Regions from separate parts of the Sus scrofa genome. Here region 1 is linked to region 2. A link is a contact called in public HiChIP or PLAC-seq data. All regions are on one chromosome and are shown on one strand. The core of a region is the stretch at or near the end of the contact, and the rest is flanking DNA. Distances in the headings are between cores, read along the strand shown. Region 1 overlaps MECOM (MDS1 and EVI1 complex locus protein EVI1). Region 2 overlaps LOC100153543 (multiple epidermal growth factor-like domains protein 6).

Evidence for each region. HiChIP or PLAC-seq counts read pairs in DNA pulled down with a chosen protein or histone mark.
Region 1: an H3K27ac HiChIP or PLAC-seq map of skeletal muscle shows a contact between it and region 2, with 5 times the contacts expected there. The contact joins two enhancer-like sites. A contact is called at or near these places in 2 of 47 Hi-C or Micro-C datasets (fetal heart ventricle and heart right ventricle) and 1 of 2 datasets of contacts at active chromatin or transcription factors (skeletal muscle).

What each region holds. Positions count from the first base shown.
Region 1 is chr13:107,783,995-107,790,422 of Sscrofa11.1, reverse strand. MECOM (MDS1 and EVI1 complex locus protein EVI1) reads left to right here. Exons shown (of 17, transcript XM_021071139.1): 8 at 3,133-4,489. Among named protein-coding and RNA genes, the nearest start is that of MECOM, 550 kb to the left of the region's middle. Within about 2 kb of position 2,337, at least 4 of the 83 cell types and tissues checked have an H3K27ac peak or open chromatin away from gene starts, as enhancers often do.
Region 2 is chr13:107,555,827-107,561,677 of Sscrofa11.1, reverse strand. The region is part of intron 18 of LOC100153543 (multiple epidermal growth factor-like domains protein 6); the gene reads right to left. Among named protein-coding and RNA genes, the nearest start is that of GOLIM4, 660 kb to the right of the region's middle. Within about 2 kb of position 1,632, at least 3 of the 83 cell types and tissues checked have an H3K27ac peak or open chromatin away from gene starts, as enhancers often do.

The DNA.
Region 1 (6,428 bases), core at 1,088-3,587, 230 kb before region 2:
GGGTAGAGTGAAGAGGACTAACAGAGAAATAAAAGTGTGCTCCAGTCTCCCTTGCAGAAGCTCTGTTGAAAGTCGTGGGAAATAAAGTATACAATGGAAATTTTAGACCTCTTGTCTCAAAAAGACATTCCTGACATTACATTCACAGTGCCCTAAAAATGCACTTGCAAGTGCTACAGGCATACGTAATTCATTTATTTCTGAAAAACTTTTGATAAATATATTAGGTTTTGATGGAAAATAGAGAGGGATAGACCACAATGAATCCCGATCACCTATTGAATGCCTTCTTTATTATTTAAAATAAAAGTCAGAAAATATAGATTCCAATCATCTACAATTCTGGAATCTGGAATTTTAATTGTGTTGAGATCAAGTGTTTCACTTTCAAGCACTATAGGGTGTTCCTTTCCAATCAGATTGGGCAGACTCTTTCCCATGAATGTATTTTCAGTAATTATTGGTAAATTTAAATAGCAGATGGCATTCTTCAAATATAAAATCTGACAGAGGACCATGGGGTAATTATGAATAATAGCCGTGTAATTTCAGAACAAAAGAGAAGTTGGTGTGGAGACTTTGGAGTGGAGGAGGTTCACCTAGAGTTGATATCTGTTTCTCACCAGAAGGCCACACACCACGATTTACCCCCACTGGTGTGTTTATGGCAACTGTCTCTTATTACAGTGTACCGCCAAGCTTGAGCCCAGAGTCACCAGTGCTAAGGTAATTACTCACTGCCTTTACAGAAACCTCCAGCCTTCCCAAATAGAAACCACATGCTCTAATAGGCCGAATATATTCAAAATACCTCTTAATTTGTTTAATAAGTAGAAAAATGCAATGTTAACTGCTGGCTAATTCCTTATTACTGAGAAAATTACAGTAGAGTATAGACTTCAACATCAATTGATCCACTTACCTGGAGGCCTGGTGGTTTGTGGTGGGCCAGGCCAGGCCTTCAAGTGAGAAAAACAAAGCCTTTGCCCTAAGGAGACATCCTAGATTCTATGTTCCTGAGACCTGACACAAGCACTGTTCATAACAGAACATACAATCAGCAAAGTCAGATGCACCTTCGGTTACTCCAAGATAGAGGAACTCTCGATTTTCTTAAATCTATCCAGCTGTAAGAGAAGCTATAAGGCAGAAGTTTAGAGAGCAACATTTCTTTGCCAAAAAAATTGCAAACCTTCCAAAAACTTACACTTTGAATGCCCATCAAGGTATTTTCTCAACGCCTTCTAATGCCCAGAGGAGAGGTGTCATTTCCTTAATGAGCACACATTTATAATTCCATCTACATTTTATTTACTATTTCTTATTATTGCTCATAGCTGAATTAGTATAACTAGTGTTAAGTCTCAGGTTTCTACCCTCTACTTCATATGGTTTTAATTAGTGTTTCAAAGAATTTAGTGTATATATTTATTGTATATGGTTAACTGGTATATACTTTTAGAGCATACTCTGGTCAGTATATTCCAATAGAATAATTTGAAATCACTCACATTTCTTCCCGTTAAAACACGTGTTACAGTCTCTACAATGTCATGAATCATTCCCCAGCTGAAAGCGCCTTTAATATTATTAAGCATGTTGATATGTGTAGCAATGCATTTTAATTGTTAGTAGTAAAAGAAATAGATATGGAATCATTTGCTACTTCCTGTTTGGTGGTATGTGGGGAAATCCAGGTTCTGGATGAGTTTTGCATGACTGAAGGTCTATGAAATCTTCTTTGAATGTTTTTTTATTTTTAAATTGTCATCGTTTTGACTTAGAAGCTTAAAGGCAGTCATCACATGAAAGAAATAAATGTTGCGTTTTGTCTTCAATTTCATTTCTTACAAAACTTTGTTTTAACAATTACCAACAAGGCATATCATGTTTCTGCATGTGTGAAACGTGCACAGAAGCATTAAAGTACGTTCACACAGAAAGTGGATTCATCTTTACTAAGGTAACACAAAAGACATGATGCTTAGGAAATGGATACTGTTATCCTGAAGGACTGTGAAATGAGTGGGATTCTTACCTAGCAAAGGAGTTCATAAGGTTTATGGGGCTGGGTCTTAAAATGTACTTAGATCTGTTCGCACATATGTGAGGAAGAAACTGTTCTACTTTTGGGGGCAGATTCTAGGGGAAGAGGGTTATTTCCCAGCCACACCCACTGTTGTGCTTTTACTGAGCTAGTGCATTCAGAGCACTTTCCCCTGCTTACCGCAGCTGGCTGTACCACAGAGAAGTCAAGCCCCCAGATAACCAGTGAAGATATGACAGCGAGTGGACATGTTTCCCAAGGACGGGGGTTTCATAAGTGCAGGAAGGTTAGCACAACCACTGGTGTGAGGGGAAGTCAGAGGACGTGCTCATAGTTCATGGGAACCAGCAATGCAGGATGGGCTACATTCAACTCAGTTTCCTTTGCCGGCTTAAAATAGAGCCATTGTAAATTATGTCAGTCTTTCTCAAATCTTGAAAATGATTGTTAAAAATGTCTCAGAATACACAATGTGCATTGTTATGTGGCTTTGATGTGTGAATGATGAGAGCATATGATATAATACAAATTAAATAATGGTAGAGCAGTCACAAGTTTTTTTTTTTTTTTCCCCCCCACAAGGGGAGAGGGAATAAAAGTGAAGTTTCTGGTCAAGGGAAAGGCTATTTCATTTTGTTTTGGTGCTACAATACAGAATTCTTTAAACGGTCTAAAACTATAAAAGGGTTCCTGTTCTGTTTCATGTTTAGTGTATCTTATGAATTTAATTTTAAAGATTGTGTTAGTGTAGAAATTGGGTGGGAGATCGACGCGTGCTGGAATTTGACTTTGGAAATAAATATTTAAATACGCAAAATATGTGCAAAATATTATGCAGTGGGGGTGACAGAATATTTATATATATATGAAATATTTGTGCTGTCTCAAGACATTTGTCAGGTTGGATGCCTTGCTTTGGAATCTAGTGAAATGGGGTTTTCTGTGTTGGGAGCACCCAGATTGGTGCCTCCAACGTCTTTTCCTGGCTTCCTAATTGAAATTTTGGGTAAACCAATTGTGATACTTGCTAAATTCAGAAGCAATTGCCATAAAGCCTGAGATTCTTTTTTGTTGTTTGCACACAGGTGAGGTCTGCCATAAATCCTATACTCAGTTTTCAAACCTTTGTCGTCATAAGCGCATGCATGCTGATTGCAGAACCCAAATCAAGTGCAAAGACTGTGGACAAATGTTCAGCACTACGTCTTCCTTAAATAAACACAGGAGGTTTTGTGAGGGCAAGAACCATTTTGCGGCAGGTGGATTTTTTGGCCAAGGCATTTCACTTCCTGGAACCCCAGCTATGGATAAAACGTCCATGGTTAATATGAGTCATGCCAACCCGGGCCTTGCTGACTATTTTGGCGCCAATAGGCATCCTGCTGGTCTTACCTTTCCAACAGCTCCTGGATTTTCTTTTAGCTTCCCTGGTCTGTTTCCTTCCGGCTTGTACCACAGGCCTCCTTTGATACCTGCTAGTTCTCCTGTTAAAGGACTATCAAGTACTGAACAGACAAACAAAAGTCAAAGTCCCCTCATGACACATCCTCAGATACTGCCAGCTACACAGGATATTTTGAAGGCACTATCTAAACACCCACCTGTAGGGGACAATAAGCCAGTGGAGCTCCAGCCCGAGAGGTCCTCTGAAGAGAGGCCCCTTGAGAAAATCAGTGACCAGTCAGAGAGTAGTGACCTTGATGATGTCAGTACGCCAAGTGGCAGTGACCTGGAAACAACCTCGGGCTCTGATCTGGAAAGTGACATTGAAAGTGATAAAGAGAAATTTAAAGAAAATGGTAAAATGTTCAAAGACAAAGTAAGCCCTCTTCAGAATCTGGCTTCAATACATAATAAGAAAGAATACAGCAATCATTCCATTTTCTCACCATCTTTAGAGGAGCAGACTGCGGTGTCAGGAGCTGTGAATGATTCTATAAAGGCTATTGCTTCTATTGCTGAAAAATACTTTGGTTCAACAGGACTGGTGGGGCTGCAAGACAAAAAAGTTGGAGCTTTACCTTACCCTTCCATGTTTCCCCTCCCATTTTTTCCAGCATTCTCTCAATCAATGTACCCATTTCCTGATAGAGACTTGAGATCGTTACCTTTGAAAATGGAACCCCAATCACCAAGTGAAGTAAAGAAACTGCAGAAGGGAAACTCTGAGTCTCCCTTTGATCTCACCACTAAGCGCAAGGACGAGAAGCCCTTGACCCCCGTACCCTCCAAGCCTCCAGCGACGCCGGCCACAAGCCAAGACCAGCCCCTGGATCTAAGTATGGGCAGTAGGAGTAGAGCCAGTGGGACCAAGCCCACCGAGCCTCGTAAAAACCACGTGTTTGGGGAAAAGAAAGGAGGCAACGTGGAACCAAGGCCAGCGTCTGATGGTTCCTTACAGCATGCTAGACCCACTCCTTTCTTTATGGACCCTATTTACAGGTAAGGGTGGATGGGAGACCACTCCATGTGGACAGACCGACAAAAGGTTGTTTTTACATGCTGCAAAGTTATGGCTTTTAACAAACCGTTTTTATTATTGTTATAAAGCAGAGAGTGAAGTTGTTTGATCTAGTGAATGCATTTTTTATTCAGAAAGTCAACTCATTAGGTTTGGACTTATTTTTGGATGTCTCTGAATTTGGGGTTTTGGAATAGGCCCATGGAGTTCTTTCCCTTGACAATAAATTTATTTTTAAACACATTTTTTAAAGTGGAAAATATGGGAAAGCCGTATTTAAAGCAAGTTGTCAAGTGGCGGCAGAATGAGGCTCCTGAAGGATTAATGCAAATATGTGTGGGTACTTAAATGGGTCAGGAAGGAGATAGGGCATAGAACAGCAAGAGTTTACTCTTTGTTAACCTACCAACACATCCTTAAGAAGTACTGGTGCTATTTTGTTCCCCAGTAAATCTCTGAGGAGCCCCATGTAAATGAAATATTAATCACAAAAAATGCCTTGTACATAACGTGAGTGGTCAGCTTAAAAGATACATCTCTGTTTAATGCCTTCATTATTCAGTTTCGTTTCATGCATCCAAAGTTTCTTTTTTGGGGGGTGGGGAATAATGTGTTTAACAAAAAGTCTCTTTGGCAGTACTCTGTAACACTTGACCATTCAAAATAATTTCATTTTCAAGTACTAGTTTTCTTCAAAATGTATGAATAACAATAATTATGCTTATTAGTACATCTTAAGTATTACCAAGCATTTTCACATTTACTTTCGCATTCAGATCTTGAACATTGTCAAGATTTAATGGAAAAATGTGGATAGTTTTTTATTGGCCTTACTTAAGCTGGCAGTATTTGATATTTTTGCCTGATTCTTTTTTATAAAGAGATAATTTTGTTCAACTCCCTCATTTAACAGTATTTATTGAGTTCCTATTAGTTAATAGTTACCAGAGCTGCAAACTCTTTTCCCTTAAAACTCTTTTTCTACCCTTATTATTTATAGTACATTCACCAAGAAACACTGACGGTCTGTTAAGGATCACCCCTACTTGAACGTGACAAGGAGACTAGGAAGGGACAATACAAAAATGTCTCAGAGCCATCCTTACCATGCCTAGGCACTATTTCCAATTATTATGTTTTAATGTCTGTGACAGTCCCTTTATGGAGAAAGAAAAAGAAGAAAAATAAGGGCTTCCATACTTTGTGTGTAGCTTGTATGTTACACATGTCTCAGCCCTTTGTGAAGATATGCCTCAGCTTTTCTTTCTTAGACCCTCCCAATGGCAATGGACTTCCAGTTCCTCCACATACCCATTCCACTCTTCTCCATCACCTCCTCACCTTCCTCTTGTTTACTCCAATCTCAATCTGCTCTCTGGTATGTCAGTCTCAGTTAAGGTCTTGGACATGTCATTTTATGAAACTCATGAAAGGCCATAACAGTTTTATTGTGAGACTTGGGTTGAAATCCCATGTCTTAAACTTTTTTTATTCATCCATGAAATGGGTATAAGAGTACCTATTTCATTAAGTGAAACAGTGTAGACAAAACATAGCATCTAGGAGTTCCAGTCATGGCTCAGTGGTTGGTGAATCCAACTAGGAACCATGGGATTGCAGGCTTGATTCCTGGCCTTGCTCAGTGGGTTAACGATTCCTCTTTGCCGTGAGCTGTGGTGTAGGTTGCTGATGCAGCTCGGATCCTGCGTTGCTGTGGCTCTGGCGTAGGCTGGTGGCTGCAGCTCTGATTAGACCCCTAGCCTGAGAACCTCCATATGCTGCGGGAGCGGCCCTAGAAAAGGCAAAAAAAAAAAAAAAAAAAGACAAAAAAACAACAAAAAAACATAGCATCTATACAATTTTAAGAAGTAGGAGCTGGTTTTTTACATTCATTTTTTTATTTTAATGATCTTAATTTTT
Region 2 (5,851 bases), core at 383-2,882:
AATTTTCTATATTGTGTTCTGCCTGCTTTCCTTAGTGCTCCATGCAATGAATTATTTTTCTATTTTAAGAGATCAACTTTAGGGTCTCCCCATCTATATAACAGTGTTTTTTATTAATGATTTTTATTTTTTTCATTGTGGCTGGTTTACAGTGTTCTGTCAATTTTCTACTGTACAGCAAAGTGACCCAGTCACACATACATATACACAGTCTTTTTCTCACATTATCCTCCATCATTTTTTTATGTATAAGGTCACCTTTAAGCAGGTGTTACTGTGCACATAATAAGATAAACAGATATTAAACCATTTGCCCAAATGGCATGGTTAAAAAGTGGAAACAGGAACAACACCAAGATGGCCTTAGAATGAGCCCTGAACTTTTCCCAACTCTCTCATGGATTCCTTCTCAGAAAGTGAGAAGGGCGCTCATTCTATGTAATATTGAAGAGATTATAAAGTTGGACAATAAGCCAAGTTGTAGTTTAACCTAGTGGGTAGGAAAACCTGGGAGTTTTATATTGAAAATTTCTTGTTCACCTTGTTTACTAATTAGCCACCTGGGCCCCTGGAAGAACTGGTCAAACCAGTTTGAAGTAATATAGTTGATGCCTCTTTCTAGTTGAAGTATTCCGGGCAACCAGAGGACCACAAACCTTCTATGGGTGGCTTCTGTGTAGATTTAAGCTGTTTCTCCATATTACAGCTAGATTTCACCCTTTATATTAACCAAATACGAATGAGTTGACAGTGACTATTTTTATTTTAGGTAGAAGTTACATCACTTTGACCACAAAGATATAACCTGAATAGAAGTAAATGCCCAAAAGATTATGGAAGGGGAAATGCTGTATTTTTGATTTGTTGGCTTCCCAGCCATTTGAATGATTTTTATTAAAAACTGAGATGTCAGATTTGCTAAATTCAAGTCAAGACAGACAATTAGAGACAAGTTGACTAACCTTGAAAAACCCATAAGCACTACCTCTCACTTATCTCTTTACTATAGGGTAAACTTTCTAATAATACTTTTGCTTCCAAGAAATAAGAATTATCTTCTTCAAAGTGACTTCTGAGAGGTCATTCATATCTTTACTTTTCCCACTAAAAGTTAAAGATAAATGAGATATCAACTAGGAGAATGCCATGAATTTGTCTCTATTTGTCTTGTCGACTGCCTTATTTTCCATGAGCGATCTATCTGGCTGACAAACATTTTCTGAGATGGCATATAGAATTCAAACCGTACATATAAGAAAATGCAATGAACTGACTTTCTGTTTGGAAATCCATGACTGTCTTACTATTTGATATTGCAGAGTGTAACTTCTTGTGAGAAGACCCTGTATAGCCTGGCAAGAAGAAACATTGTATGTTCCCAGGATTGCTGTGACAGTTACAAACTCCAAGGCCATCTGCAATAGCATAGTGTCCCTGACAAGCTAAATAAGCATGAGCAGACAAGTGTTTTAGACTGTCAAAACCATCTCATCAGTTTTTTTTAAAAAAGCCTCTATAGCCTTCATGATGGGCAGAGAGGTGTATTCAAATTTCATCTAATACTTTACTTCTCACAAATTGAGATTGACCTTAGGTGGTTTATGACAGCATATTTTGCTCAAGTCTTTATCAAAGGCTTGGTGATAGATCAGCTGTCATCTACCCGTTCTTTAGAATGTCTTTGTATTAAACTAATGGTCCAGCAGAGCAGCCAGCCTGACAGGTAGGTTATTTATTTGCAATCTAGTAAAAGAACTGACAACTTCATTGTTTTAATTGTTCATTTTTCATAGGTTGATGCATTAGCTCACTCGGATCTTTGTGCCTCAGTCAGAGAACAAATATATGGGAGTGAGGGCATCAGGTTGACTAGGTCCATCTTAAAGTTCAAGAAGCTGCAGATAACTGTAGCACCAGCTGTGATTACCAGCATCCCACAAGTATCTGGGGATTTTTTTGGTCTTATCTCTGTTCTGCATCTCTTTCCTCTCTTTCAGGAAGACCTATGATGTCAGCTACAGATCTGATTGTTTCTTGAAACAATGTTCCTAGTTCTCATAGCCTATTAAGGGAGAAAGACTGGAGTGGGCCTAGAGTCTCCGTGTTCCAGTCAGGGTGGGGAACTGCCAGAGGCCCAGAGACTTCAGATATTCAGATATCATCAAAAGCAGATATAGCTCAGTCAGAGCCTCTCAGAGTCATAGGTGGTTTTTGTTTGCATGTTCGTTTGTTTTTCCTGAATACACATGGTCTGACCTTAGCTTCAGAGATTTAATTTTAATTCAATGACTATCTGGTAGGGTCTGAGTATATATACATGTTTTTAAAACCCTATGATAAGGAGTTCCTAATGTGGTGCAGTAGGTTAAGAATCTGATTGCAGTGGCTCGGGTGACTGCAGAAGAAAGAATTCTAAAGATAACTTGATCCCCTTGCTGTACAGTGGGAAAAAATAAATAAAAAGTAAAATAAATAAAATAATAAAAAAAAAGAAGAAAGAATTTGATCCCCAGTCAGCCCAGCAGGTGAAAGGACCCAACATTGCTGCAGCTGTAGTGTTACAGCTGTGGCTTGGATTCAATCCCTGGCCCAGAAACTTCCATATACTGTGGATGTGGCCATTTAAAAAAAAAAAAATCCTATGATATGCTCCTGATTAAAATCCATACATCTAGAGTGTGGACCAACACCCCCAATGTACAGATAAGGTATCCAATAGATTGAACCATTTGTCCAAGGTCACAGATAATTTGTAGCAAAGCTAAAACTAGTCCAGGGGTCCTGACTCCAGGGGTCCTGACTCAGATCAATGAACTTTTCTTTCTCCCCAGCAGACACCATTCTCCAGAAACTATTGAGACACTTAGAGGAAGTTATACCTAGACTTTTTGCACATGCTGAGGTGTCAGGGCACAATACAGGGGTGTCCACATGCACTCAAGTTTCATCTCAAATGTTGGCCCTGAGAGGGTAGAAGATATTTCCACAGTCCAGTTACAAACATGAAGGGGGTCCTTTTATGTAACTGATACCCAAATCATATTATTACCTTACTGTTTTTCCTTCATATTAAAACTGAGAGTACCTCTAGTGAAGAGGGAATGTTTTACTATTTTTAACATGCCTGTGTGCCTGACACTTCACATAGACCCTAGAACACAGAAGTAGCTCGATAAATATTTGGTGAAGGAAAGCAAAAAGAAGGAAAGAATGCTTCTCCAGTCCAGTATGCATTACTGTGTGCAAGGCTGATCCTATGCAAAGACAGAACACTGGCTCCCTGTCTGGCATGTTTATACATTCATCTGCTTATCAAACCATTATTCAACATCTACATGATTCACAGAGTCCTATGCTTGGTACTGAAAATATGAAATTGAGTAAGACTATTATCTGTTTTTAAGAATCTAGGAGACTGATTCAGGAAGATGTTTGAAAAATTGATACAGAACATTCTGACAAGTGCTATGAATAGAGACACATTTTTTTAAAAAAAGGCTAAGGACTCTAAAAGAAAAGAATAGTTAACCTGATCATGAGGGAATCATGGTGTCCTCAGAGAGGTAGCATTAGAAATGCATCTGGAAGAGTAGAAATGCATCAGTCAGAAAGGAAGAGAATGAATGAGTAAAGTCTTTTTTTTTTTTTTTTTTTTTTTTTTTTGGTGGCCTCCCCCATAGAATGTGGAAGTTCCTACACCAGGGATTGAACTCACACCACAGCAATGACCTGAGCCACAGCAGTGACAATGCCAAATCTTTAACCCACTGCATCACCAGGGAACTTCAGTAAAGTCTTTTATTGAAAGTGATAGATACAGTTGCTTCGTGACTAGAGAACAAAGTTTAGGAACAAGAATGATGTTGAAGAGTTGCGTTGGTTCTTAAAAGTGAAGCATTATAATATCACACTGAAGCCTTAATCTGGTGCTCACGAGTTGCCATAGAAACATCATGATCAGACTGATGGAAGGGTGTGTATTGGATTGGAGGGTGGGAGCCCAGTTGGGACCATTGCAGGCATCTTAGCAAGGGACAAGAACCTGAATTGGAGATCTGGAAAAGGATGGATATAGGGTTGTACCAAGAGATTTTCTTTGAGATGGAATGGATAGAACCAGATGACAGATTGTACAAGTGATTGGAGGGAATGCTCTCTCTGTTCCTAAATATTTCTTTCATTGTTTATTGGTTTATTTATTTATTTTTTGCTTGTTATTTGCCATATGGCATCTCCCAAAATGGCCCAATATACTCATACTCCAGTAACAAATGGGCTAAAATATATTAAGACAATGGCTTCAGAAGGCCACAGCCAATAAGTAAATCTAAATCAGCATGCAGTCATCCTTATGTTTTCTATAACAGGCCTTTTCAGTTTACCCTGGAGACTAGAGCATTGGCTGGACAGGGGAGGCTGACAGGGAAGGCGCATTACAAGAGCTACAGAGTGTGGGTAGCACAGTGTCTCAGGACTGGAAAGCAGCATGTGCATCAGAAAAAGGAAATGAACCTAAGACAATGGGGCTGGGATAGGTCCAGAAAGCAAGTTCTGCCTGGTTCCTTTCTTTTAGGCTTGTTTTCTGAGTGTATGCATATATACAGTACAACCCCAAAGAAAACATTCGGAGTGTTTCAGTGTTGAAGTTAAAGTGATAATGTTTCTTTTGCAATGGATACCTTATATGCCATGGTCATCAAGCTATCTCACCAGGGCATTGATGTTGGCTGTTGCCCCTTTTGTGGAACCTGGTAGGGGCCATCCTCCAGATGTGCGGACGGTACTAATAAATATCTAGCAACAACATCTCCTCTTCATCAGTGCTCCAGATAAAAGTCAAACAATATATAAAAATTCTAGATCTTTAACATTTCAATTTAATAGCAATGGATTATAGTAATACCCACAGAAGAAATATATCTACTCTGAAAACCAAGGGTTAATTAATCATGACTATTTCTCAAACTTCTTTTATGTTTTACTCAGCTACTAAAAGAAATGTAAGCAGCATGGTTAAAATTGTGCTTAGGAGACTTTAACCTCCAGTTAGATACTCTGAATGCGGGAATTTAAGTGGAGAGAGGAAAAAGGTTTGCATAAATCAGAGAAGGTAAGAATGAGCAGATAGCAGGTTATAAGAAATGAGTGACTTGGAGACCTGGGCAAAGGCTCATGATTAAAGAGCTGACATTTTCTGAATACCCACTATGTGCCAGATTGTTCTAAGTCCTGTATTATCTTATTTGATAACCAAAACAATCTCATGAGGGAACATCTATTATTATGTTCACTTTATAGAAGAAACTAAAGTGATGTCATTTATCCAAAGCTGAGTCAGTATTGATGACTATCATTTTCTCAGACATGATATTATACTTCTTCCCAGGAGTTACTGCACTAATAGGAGGATTGGAACATAGCCTATTGGTTTGTGGGCCCTTAAGACAGGACCTAAGATCTATGTTTTTTTCTCTCATTTCACAGAACCAGGTAGTACAGTGAGAGGAAACCTGGACTAAGCATTGGGAGTTATCAGTTCTGACCAGTGTTACTCTAAGAAAGTCACCTCTCTGAAGCCTATATTGTTTTTTGTCATTTTCATAGCTCTACTTAATTTTGTATTTTAAGTAATTTTTTTTTAAAATGATCTTTATTTTTTCCATTATAGTTGGTTTACAGTGTTCTGTCAATTTTCTACTGCACAGCAAGGTGACCCAGTCACACATACATGTATACATTCTTTTTTTTTTTTTTTTTTTGTCTTTTTGTCTTTTTGTTGTTGTTGTTGTTGTTGTTGCTGTTGCTATTTCTTGGGCCGCTCCCGCAGCATATGGAGGTTCCCAGGCCAGGG